Regions from separate parts of the Mus musculus genome. Here all the other regions are linked to region 1. Evidence: chromatin contacts called from public HiChIP or PLAC-seq and promoter capture Hi-C data. All regions are on one chromosome and are shown on one strand. The core of a region is the stretch at or near the end of the contact, and the rest is flanking DNA. Distances in the headings are between cores, read along the strand shown.

Region 1 (2,995 bases), core at 253-2,752:
TGCTAGAGGGCTGACCAGGAGAAGAAATTCCTCAAAGGACAATGGCTTTTGTAGGGGCAAGAACAGTCAGGAGCAAGAAGGACCTTTGAGAGTCTGGTTTGGATATTTGGGCTGAATTACACAGAATGAAGCAGAGAACAGAACCCACTTCCCTCCCATCTACTAGGTGAACCCGCTTCTCCAGGTGAGTGTCTACAGCTTTTCTTGCCCTGGAGAAAACTAATATAATAGCCCATCCTTCCCCATCGGTTTGTGAGAACAGCCAGCCCCAACAGCCAGCTCCGAGAAAGCTGATGGGCAGTCCCCTGGCGCATCTGCAAGCACATGGTTCCTCTCTTTGAAGCACCGTTCCACCTGCGCCATCCCGGGGAGGCTACCAAGTGGCCGAGGCAGAGTTCACCTTCGGGGACCGGCCCCGGAACACCGAACTGTCGTCCCTGGAGAGCGAGGAGGCCGAGCTGATCCTGCGCACCTGGCGCCCGGCGCGCGCGCACAGCCCGAACCGGGCCCGGGCGCGGAATGAGCGGTCCAACAGGAGGTAGATGACCGGGTTCGCACTGCTATTGACGAAAGCCAGGCAGGTGGTGACAGTCAGACCCCAGCGCAGAGCCAGCAGCAGGGAGCAGGGCAGCGGCAGCGCCTGGAGCCGCGCCAGGTGGAAGAGGGAGCGCAGGACGCCGAAGGGCAGCCAGCAGCCCACGAAGACGCTCTCCACGGTGAAGATGATGCGCAGGGAGTTGCTCCGGGCCCTACCGACGCGCGGCAGGCGGCGCGACACGCGCCAGTAGCAGATCAGGGTGACAGCCAGCGGCAGCGCGAAGGTCAGTAGCAGCAGCAGCAGCCCGACACCCTGGAGCGCTTCCCAGGGCTCTTCGGCGCACTGGCTGCCCACGCCGTCCAGGCTCGGCTGCAGTCCCCGGTAGAGCAAGGCCGGCAAACCCGCCAGGAACGCCGCAGCCCAGGCGGCGCCGCACACGGCTCGCACACAGCGCGCGCTCCGCAGCGGGCGCGCGCTCAGCGGCCGGCCCACCGCCAGGTAGCGGTCCACGCTCATGCCCGCCAGCAGCAGCGCGCCCGCGCAGCGCGTGACCGCCAGCGCGAAGCTGCTGACTTTGCACAGGCCGTCGCCGAAGGGCCAGAGGCCGCCGCGCGCCTCTGCCGCGGCCCACAGCGGCAGCGTGAGCACGAAGCCCAGGTCGGCGGCCGCCAAGTGCAGCACGAAGGTGTCCACCAGCCGCCGCGGCCCGCGCTGCCGGCTCAGTAGCCACACCACGAAGGCGTTGCCCGGCAGGCCCACGGCGAAGGCCGCCAGGTAGAGCGCTGGGATGATGGCGTGGCCGTAAGGCAGGTTCCAAGCAGGGCACAACTCCACTTGGTCCAGGGAGCCCGAGCCCGAATAGTCCCAGGACAACGTGCCCCAGCTAGGACTCCAGGGTTCGGTGGACTGCATGGCCGGGGTCACCGGGCCGGCGTGCATCCTGGCGCAGGGCGGCTGCCCTCTCTGAGCAGGAGGGGGTTTGCTTTTCACAGCCTGTGCCCAGCACCTCCCTCCCTCCCTTCCTGCCACCCTAGGCCGAGGCTTTGGGGTGAGAAGAGTGTGGGGCTGGGAGGGGCAGGCCTCTGTGGTGGTGATGTTACCTTCCAAGTTGGGGCTGACCCAAAGGGAAGGGCACAACTGGGTATTGTGAGATGTCCTTAGGGCTGAGAGAACTGCGGCCACTCAGAATTGGTGGCTCATCATTTCTGGGTGCTTGGCCTAGTATCTGGGGGAAGGGAGTGGGACTCTGAGATAGGGTGCAAGGGGCAGTGGGTGCCGTAGAGCCCTAACCTGTTCTCGATTCTCACCAGGCGTTTCTTTTCTAGTTTTTAGAGGGGGGGTGGAGGGTGGGGAGACAGACCAGGCATGAGGGTTTCTGAGGGAGGGCAACGCCTCGGCTTCCTTCTCTAATCTGCTCTGCTGTGTAGCACTTGAAGGGGTCTGAAGGTTGAGGGAGATTCCCTTGGTGCCCGATCAAGAATTGGCACCACAGTTCTTGGACTAATTAATAGCCTCCTAGGATAAAAGACTAGACGTGTCACCTGGAGTGACACTTCTGTCCTGGTCCAGGCCTCATGGAGCCGTGTGGAAAGGGTCTAAGCTAGAGACAGAAAGTGTAATCAGGTGGCCCTGCTGGAAGGGGGCCAGGCCCCTGGGTTAACCCTCCTCCTCCTCCTCCCCATACTTCAAAATCTAGCTGATAAGTCAAACAGGGTTATAACCTCTATACAAAAGATGACACAAAATGGCCCCTAACAATCCAACAGATTTGCTATTCTAAATCATGAGACAGTAGCTCTGAGAGTTCTTGTGAACTGATGGGAAAGGGTTTGTGGCTAAAGGGGTGCAGGATGTCTAAGCTTTGTTCCTTCCCATTCCACTCTCAGGGGACCTCTCTGTGCAGCAGGCACTGGCTTCCTCTGCATTGCAAGAAATGCATTCTTGACCTCAGATCCCTTCTCGAGGAGGGGAGAGACACAGGCTGTGTGTGCAACGGCCAGCCTGCCATCAGTCAAACTGTGGTACAGGTTTAAAACCACGTCCACTCAGCGCTTAGAAGGAGGAGCTGTTCATGCTTCGGGGAAAAGGTCCGCAGAAGGGGCGACAGTTCAGGTCGGGTCTAGGAAGGGGTTAAAGGTCAAAAGGAATGGCAAAGCAGAGAGGATGAGCCAGCCCAGGAAGGGATAAAAAAGCAAGTATACTGAGACATGCAGGAAGACACTGGCAGGCTGTGGCCTGATCCTGAAGGCTTTGGGCATCAGTCTGATTTGGCAGGACTGTATGAGTCACAGAGGGGGAAGGCTCATCAAGCCACAGGGACTCCACAGGGGGCTGTTGTATTCATGAAGGAGTTAGATGGTGGTTGTTTTATTTTAGGGGGGGTAAGATCTTTCACTCTCATTAGGCAAGAGTCCTGCCACTGAGTGACATAGTTATTGACACTAGGGACAGAAAAGA
Region 2 (2,925 bases), core at 156-2,655, 48 kb before region 1:
ACCAGCAGTCAGGCCTGATGAGAGTCTGGTCTTCTTAGTGATGCAGGTTTAGTATAGGGGAAGGCTGCAGGAGGCAGCCTGACCATTTACAAGGACAGGGTTGGAGATAGCAGAACACTTGTTCAGCATGTCCTGAGGCTCTGCATTTATCCATGGCATGAGGGCAGAATAAGAAGAGAAAAGAAAAGAAAAGAAAAGAAAAGAAAAGAAAAGAAAAGAAGAAAAGAAAAGAAAAGAAGAGGGGAGGGGAGGGGAGGGGAGGGGAGGGGAGGGGAGGGGGGAAAGGGGAGGGGGAAGAAAAGAAGAGAAGAGAAGAGAAGAGAAGAGAAGAGAAAAAACAAACAAACAAACAAAACAGAACCACAAGAACTGACTGGACAGTGCCCATGCTAGGTCCTGTTTGCTAGTTTCCCATTTTATCTCCTGTTTCTGGGGAAAGTGCACAACCCCCCTTGAAGAACCCTGACTCCTTATGGGTCATGCAGGCACCAGCCAAGGATCTCCTGTGGCAATCTCAGACTCAAGCTGGCTCCCAGGGAAGTTTCTATCTGTGGTTCTGATGTCTTAAGGTCAGGTTCTGAAGCTGTTCTTAGCAGAGGGTTCTTTCCCATTCTCTAGGATGTCCCTTCTGCCATCCAGGAGGGGAGGCTAAGGACTCTAACGTGCCTGCAACTCCCAGACATGGATGCTCAGGTGTAGAGCTAGCCTATGGACTGAAACTGAAAGGAGTTATGCCCAACCAGTTCCTCACACTGGCACATTTCAAGGCTGGCTGCTTACAAGAACTTAGCTATCCCCCATTTTTTCTTAACAGCCTCCCATATCTATATATCTATAGCTATATAGATATATAGATACTTCAACCTCTTTGCCACCTAGAAAGATTATTACAACAGAACCCTCTGATCAAGCTTTACCTGGAATTGGGGGTGGGAACTGGAGAGATGGCTCAACGGTTAAAAGTGCTCACGGTAACTCCAGTTCCAGGGAAGCTGATGCCCTCATCTAGCCAAAGTGGGCACTGCACACACATGGTACGCCCATATACATTTAAAAAAAAAAACCCTAAAATGTATTTTTCTGGGCCTAACAGATGACAGATGGCTAAAACACAAAACCAAATACCTGCCTGACAAGTGTGAAACCCTGGGTTCCATCCCCAACACAGGAAAAATAAAGTTCAAACTTACCACAAAATAAGTTACATCCAAAATCAAGTCCTTACTGGCCACAGTTAATAGCTACATTGATGTTCAGGTCTGAGATAAGGATGCCCACAGCTTCTCTAGAGGCCCTGGAACTCTCTTCCCTTCCCACCCAACCCCTAGCATGGAACAACCCCCAGCCTAATAAAGCCAGGTCCTTGAAAGCCAGATTCCTACAGTCTCTAGGGCTGGCCACCAAGTGCAGCACTGGCGTCACCCCTGCATAGCCATCTGCCTGGCCCTTTGTGACCTACCTCTTCCTTGACTGTGGAGAGGGACAGGCAAAACAGAGACCCCTTTCTCTGCCTGACACAGAGCTGCTACCTCAGACTCAGGCCACAAGCTCTCCAGAAACTGTAGCCATAGCAGGCGCTCTGCTCTCAAGTCCTGAGCACCCCCTACAGGGCAGCAGAAAAAGTTGCAGCCTCCCTCCAACACCCCTCTCCTCCTACTACCCCTCCCTCTCCACCTTTTGCAAAAACACAGAAGGGGTCTTATGGAGAGCCCCTCCTTACCCAAGGAACGCCTGTTTTTCCAGCCACAAGAACAATTTCAAATAAGCCTCAAACCACTGAGCCTGGGCCATCTGAAGCCAGAGAAAAAGGGATCACAAAGCGCTGAAGTGCCTTCCAAGGTTACTCCATGGAGCTGCCATGAGGGTGCTGAAAATGGAATCTGGGCTTTCCAGATTTTAACAGTTGAGCTAAAAGTTCAGGCTCTGGAGACCTTGAGGAGCTTTGCTGGATTCCCTGTGCTCAGAGAAGCAGCTTGAGTTTCTGTCTGTCACTCTGCTTGCTCCCTAGAGTCATGACCAAACCAGGCAGCCATCTCAAGGAGCCCACTCTGTGCTTGGTCAAAACAAACAAACAAACAAAAAAAACAACTCAGCACACACACAGAATCCTTCATCCTCAGCTGGGCCAATCAGATTTTATTGAAGTATTTGGCACAAGGTTGCCCTGTAACGGAGGGCACCGCCACGGTGCAACCACACGAGATAGCTGTTAGGTAAGACCAATAAGTTAATTAATGTGAAGGATGCTCAGGTGTGGGGAGGCACTAGCACTCAGAAGTCTCTCAGCTCTGTGGCTCAGGATCTAAGGCACTTAGGGATCCAGAGAATACACTGGGTTGGGGGGGGGGCATCTATGCACTGGGGAAGGGGCTCAGAAGCCATACAATATGGCAAGTGGAGGTTGGGACTACTGTAGGGTATGGGAAGAACACCATGACAGAAATGCCTGTGCCCTGAAGGGGAGAGGAGAGTTCTGCCCAGCATCTGGGAAACAAGGGAAGAGTCCCTGTTGAGGGAGTCCCACATCCGGCCTCCAGCCTTAAGAAGCAACAGGTATCTCAGAAAGAGGGCCCAGAGCATATGGGACGTCTCAAGGGGCCCTCTATGCCACTTGTCCTACATAAGGAGACAAATGCTGTCGATTAGTCCAGCTCGACATTAGTCCAAAAGGCCAGACTCTGGGGGATAAAGCATAATCATGTTATTAAAGAATAAGACAAATCACAGATATAAATCCTCAGGTCAGGACTTCTGGGAAACACATGTAAAAAAACCGAAAGGTCTCAGCTCTGCATCATCGGCCTGCGATGAGGGGAGGGGAGATGAAAGAAGCACTTAAGGGTGAGGGGGTCCTCGACCCCAGCTCCAATAGAAAAGTCTTTTCCCGCACGAGGCAAGGCGTTCAGAAGAGTTACACTTGGCTGA
Region 3 (2,891 bases), core at 50-2,549, 55 kb after region 1:
TGAAATAACAATTTTGACAGAGAATAACAAAGGTGAATGGTTTGCATTACAGACTGCAAGACTCTCTGGACAAACTGATACAGGATAGTATCAGCCTGGGCTAGAGACCTGTCACTCCAAAAAATAAAACAATAAAGTGTAGCACACAGAATGACTATCAGAGCCTAGGAGGAATGTCGGGAGGGAAAATAGAAGAGATCTACTGGGGACAGAGGCTCATGTGGATAAAAGGAAAAACTCCATGTTCTATAGCACAATGAACTAACTGATTGACTATGAGTATTTCTAGACAGCTAGTAGAAGGGGATTGTTAAATTCTTAATCGAGTTAGGATCACAAGAACCCATGAAAATGACAGATGGTTGTGGATGCATGTCTATAATTCTAGCCTTAGAAAGTAGGAACAGAAAAAATCCCCAGAGCAAGCAATCTATAAGGCCAGCCCAGAGATCTCTGGGTTTAACTGAGAGATCTGCCTTATTGAAGACAGTGGAAGAGTGGCGATTCCTATCCACCTCAGGCCTCCACATGTAAACGCATCCTCTGGTACTCACCCACATATATACAGATATGAACACACACATTACACACACATACTAAAAAAGAAGTGTGTGTATGTGTGTGTGTGTGTGGGGGGGGCAGGGGAGTCAGGAAAGGGATGTTAATTTTCCTACCATAAAGGAATGACGAATGTCTGGAGCAACAGGTATGCAATTACTATGAACCTGTAATTATACATTGTGTTTATATATCGAAATGGCATGCTTATCCCACAAATATGTACAGGTACTATGTATTGATTCAGAACAATTTTTCAAATGTGAATAAACATTTAATTTCTCATCATAAAATTTCAAATAAAAAATATCTCAAAGTAATCTAAAAGTTTCTCAAGGAACATTTTTATAGGTTTACAGTCAGTTTGGTTTTATGTTTGCAATGTTGACAGAAGCTTATTATAGAGGAATACAGTCTAAGTAAGAAATAAAATCTAAAAATACTCTTTAGACTTAGTTTTAATCATTTAATAATTAAGACTTTAAGGAATTAATGAAATTCCAATGAACCAATCAGATATGTTAACATGTTAACAGGAAAAACTAACCATCAAGACCATGAGCCAGGGGCTCCATTAAAAGCTCCTGAGAGTAAATTGCATTTAACAAGTCGCAGCTTAAGTGAAGAGAGTGTGTTTTCAAGAATATACTCAAATGAGCTGAACAGGCTTCTGTTTATGACAGCGTACACACAGCAGCTCAGGAGCGTCCAGCGCTGCTCAGCTAACTGCTGCTACCTGGGCCCTCAGCGGAAAATGGCACCCACGTTCTCTCCCTGCACAAGATGGCATGCCTACTGCATTGCAACCAGTTATGTATGTTGTATTTCTAAATGTCTGTTTTTTATAGTTTTCCAAATTTGTAAGTTTTCCAAGAATACTTGCTTCTAAGCCAAAAACTGTGCCTCAAACTTCAAAATCTAAAACAAGTTCCAAAGGTACACTAAACTGTTTTTTATTATCTCAAAATCAGCACCCGAGAAAGCTGCGTGAACCTGCAGAAACTCTGAGGGGAAGCTTGCCCCATAATCTTTTCCAGGTGGCTGTGTGGCATCAGCTTTATCAGAAGACAAGATGGAGTGACACTGTGACATCACTGTGGCTGTCTCCTAATAGCCTAGCAAGTAGAGAGGCTTGTCTCCCAAGAGCTCTGTGTGCAAAGGAGGCCTGAAGGATCACTAGACACTGACTTCAGAGCTACAGAGACAAACAGCAACAGGGAGCTGTTGAGGTCTGAATGAAAATGGCCCAACAGGTGCACAGGGAGTGGCACTGAAAGGGTTAAAAAATGTGGCCTTGTTGGAGTGGGTGTGGCTTTCTTAGAGGAAGCTTGTCACTAGGGGTAGGCTTTGAGGTTTTAAAAGCCCAGGCCATGCCCAGCATCTTACTCTCAGTGCTGCCTGCCAATGCAGATGTAGAACTCTCAGCTCCTTGTCCAGCACCACATCTTCACACTACCATGCTTTCTGCCATGACAGTAACTGTCTAAACTATAAACTTGTAAGCCAGCCCCAATTAAATGTTTTCTTTTATAGGAGTTGCTGTGGTCATAGCATCTCTTCACAAGAACAGAAACCCTAACAAAGACAGGGGCTCTAATCCTTTACCTCAGCAAACCAGAAACCTTTGAGCTCTGAGCCCAAGCCTAACAGAGCACAGCAAGACTGCATCCTTTTGTTTGTTTGTTGGAAAAGTGATATGATCTTGCCAAATGTATTTAATTCTTAAAAACTCACTAATATATCAAATGTTTGCTGATTTTGCATCTCCTTGGCTAGGCTCTAAGAACATGGTGATAATCAGGACCCGCAGGCCCTGTCTTCACAGAAGGGGTTCTGCGTAAAAGCAGTTCGGGGTTACTCAGCGGGGTGGGACGACTGCGGAGAAACTTTACTTTAGCTTCATTCTATAGGAATAAGATGAAATCTACTAGGGATCTTACCTTTTTAAACAATTTTTTAAGTTAAAAAAAGAGGGCATACAGAACTCTCCTGGTCTATGGGAAACACGTATGCATATGGTGCAGATATACAAGCAGGAGAAACACCCACATACATGAAATAACAAAATAACAATTTTTAAGAGTAAAAAGCTGGGCACAGTCACAGGGATCTGTAATCCCAGCTCAAGGGGAACAGAGGCAGGCCAAGTTCTGGGCACCTGCTTGCCAGCCAGCGGTTCTATGAATGACTCCACCTCCAAAGAGAAAGGACATCATGATACTGACTTCTGACTTCCACATGAGGCCAAAGGAGTCACAGACACGGACAGACACAGACTCACATGGGGTAAGGGGCTAAGAGTAAACAATATCTCATCCTAGAGTCCAAAATAG

Evidence for each region. HiChIP or PLAC-seq counts read pairs in DNA pulled down with a chosen protein or histone mark. Capture Hi-C pulls out chosen DNA fragments and counts their contacts.
Region 2: a promoter capture Hi-C map of adipose tissue shows a contact between it and region 1. The contact joins the promoter of Mroh3 here to the promoter of Gpr25 in region 1. A contact is called at or near these places in 5 of 39 promoter capture datasets (the SN4741 cell line, embryonic stem cells and hematopoietic stem and progenitor cells), 1 of 15 datasets of contacts at CTCF or cohesin (the NIH/3T3 cell line), 3 of 484 Hi-C or Micro-C datasets (the G1E-ER4 cell line, female germline stem cells and trophoblast stem cells), 7 of 115 datasets of contacts at active chromatin or transcription factors (the SCID.adh cell line, embryonic stem cells, kidney and 1 more) and 4 of 9 other capture datasets (adipose tissue, embryonic stem cells, liver and 1 more).
Region 3: a contact with region 1 is called in an H3K4me3 HiChIP or PLAC-seq map of the SCID.adh cell line, with 18 read pairs. The contact joins the enhancer-like site here to the promoter of Gpr25 in region 1. A contact is called at or near these places in 1 of 39 promoter capture datasets (frontonasal cranial neural crest), 2 of 115 datasets of contacts at active chromatin or transcription factors (the SCID.adh cell line and embryonic stem cells) and 2 of 9 other capture datasets (adipose tissue and liver).

What each region holds. Positions count from the first base shown.
Region 1 is chr1:136,259,424-136,262,418 of GRCm38.p6, forward strand. It overlaps Gpr25 (G protein-coupled receptor 25), which reads right to left and starts at 1,503. Exons shown (of 1, transcript NM_001101516.2): 1 at 1-1,503. The coding sequence starts at 1,450. The coding sequence ends at 374.
Region 2 is chr1:136,211,415-136,214,339 of GRCm38.p6, forward strand. It overlaps Mroh3 (maestro heat-like repeat family member 3), which reads right to left and starts at 1,406. Exons shown (of 23, transcript NM_001329610.2): 1 at 1,191-1,406. Inava (innate immunity activator) reads right to left here. Exons shown (of 10, transcript NM_028872.3): 10 at 2,108-2,925. The coding sequence ends at 2,912.
Region 3 is chr1:136,314,647-136,317,537 of GRCm38.p6, forward strand. The region is part of intron 2 of Camsap2 (calmodulin regulated spectrin-associated protein family, member 2); the gene reads right to left. Among named protein-coding and RNA genes, the nearest start is that of Camsap2, 30 kb to the right of the region's middle. Within about 2 kb of position 1,300, at least 4 of the 459 cell types and tissues checked have an H3K27ac peak or open chromatin away from gene starts, as enhancers often do. A contact at or near this core is called in the SCID.adh cell line, where this site is marked.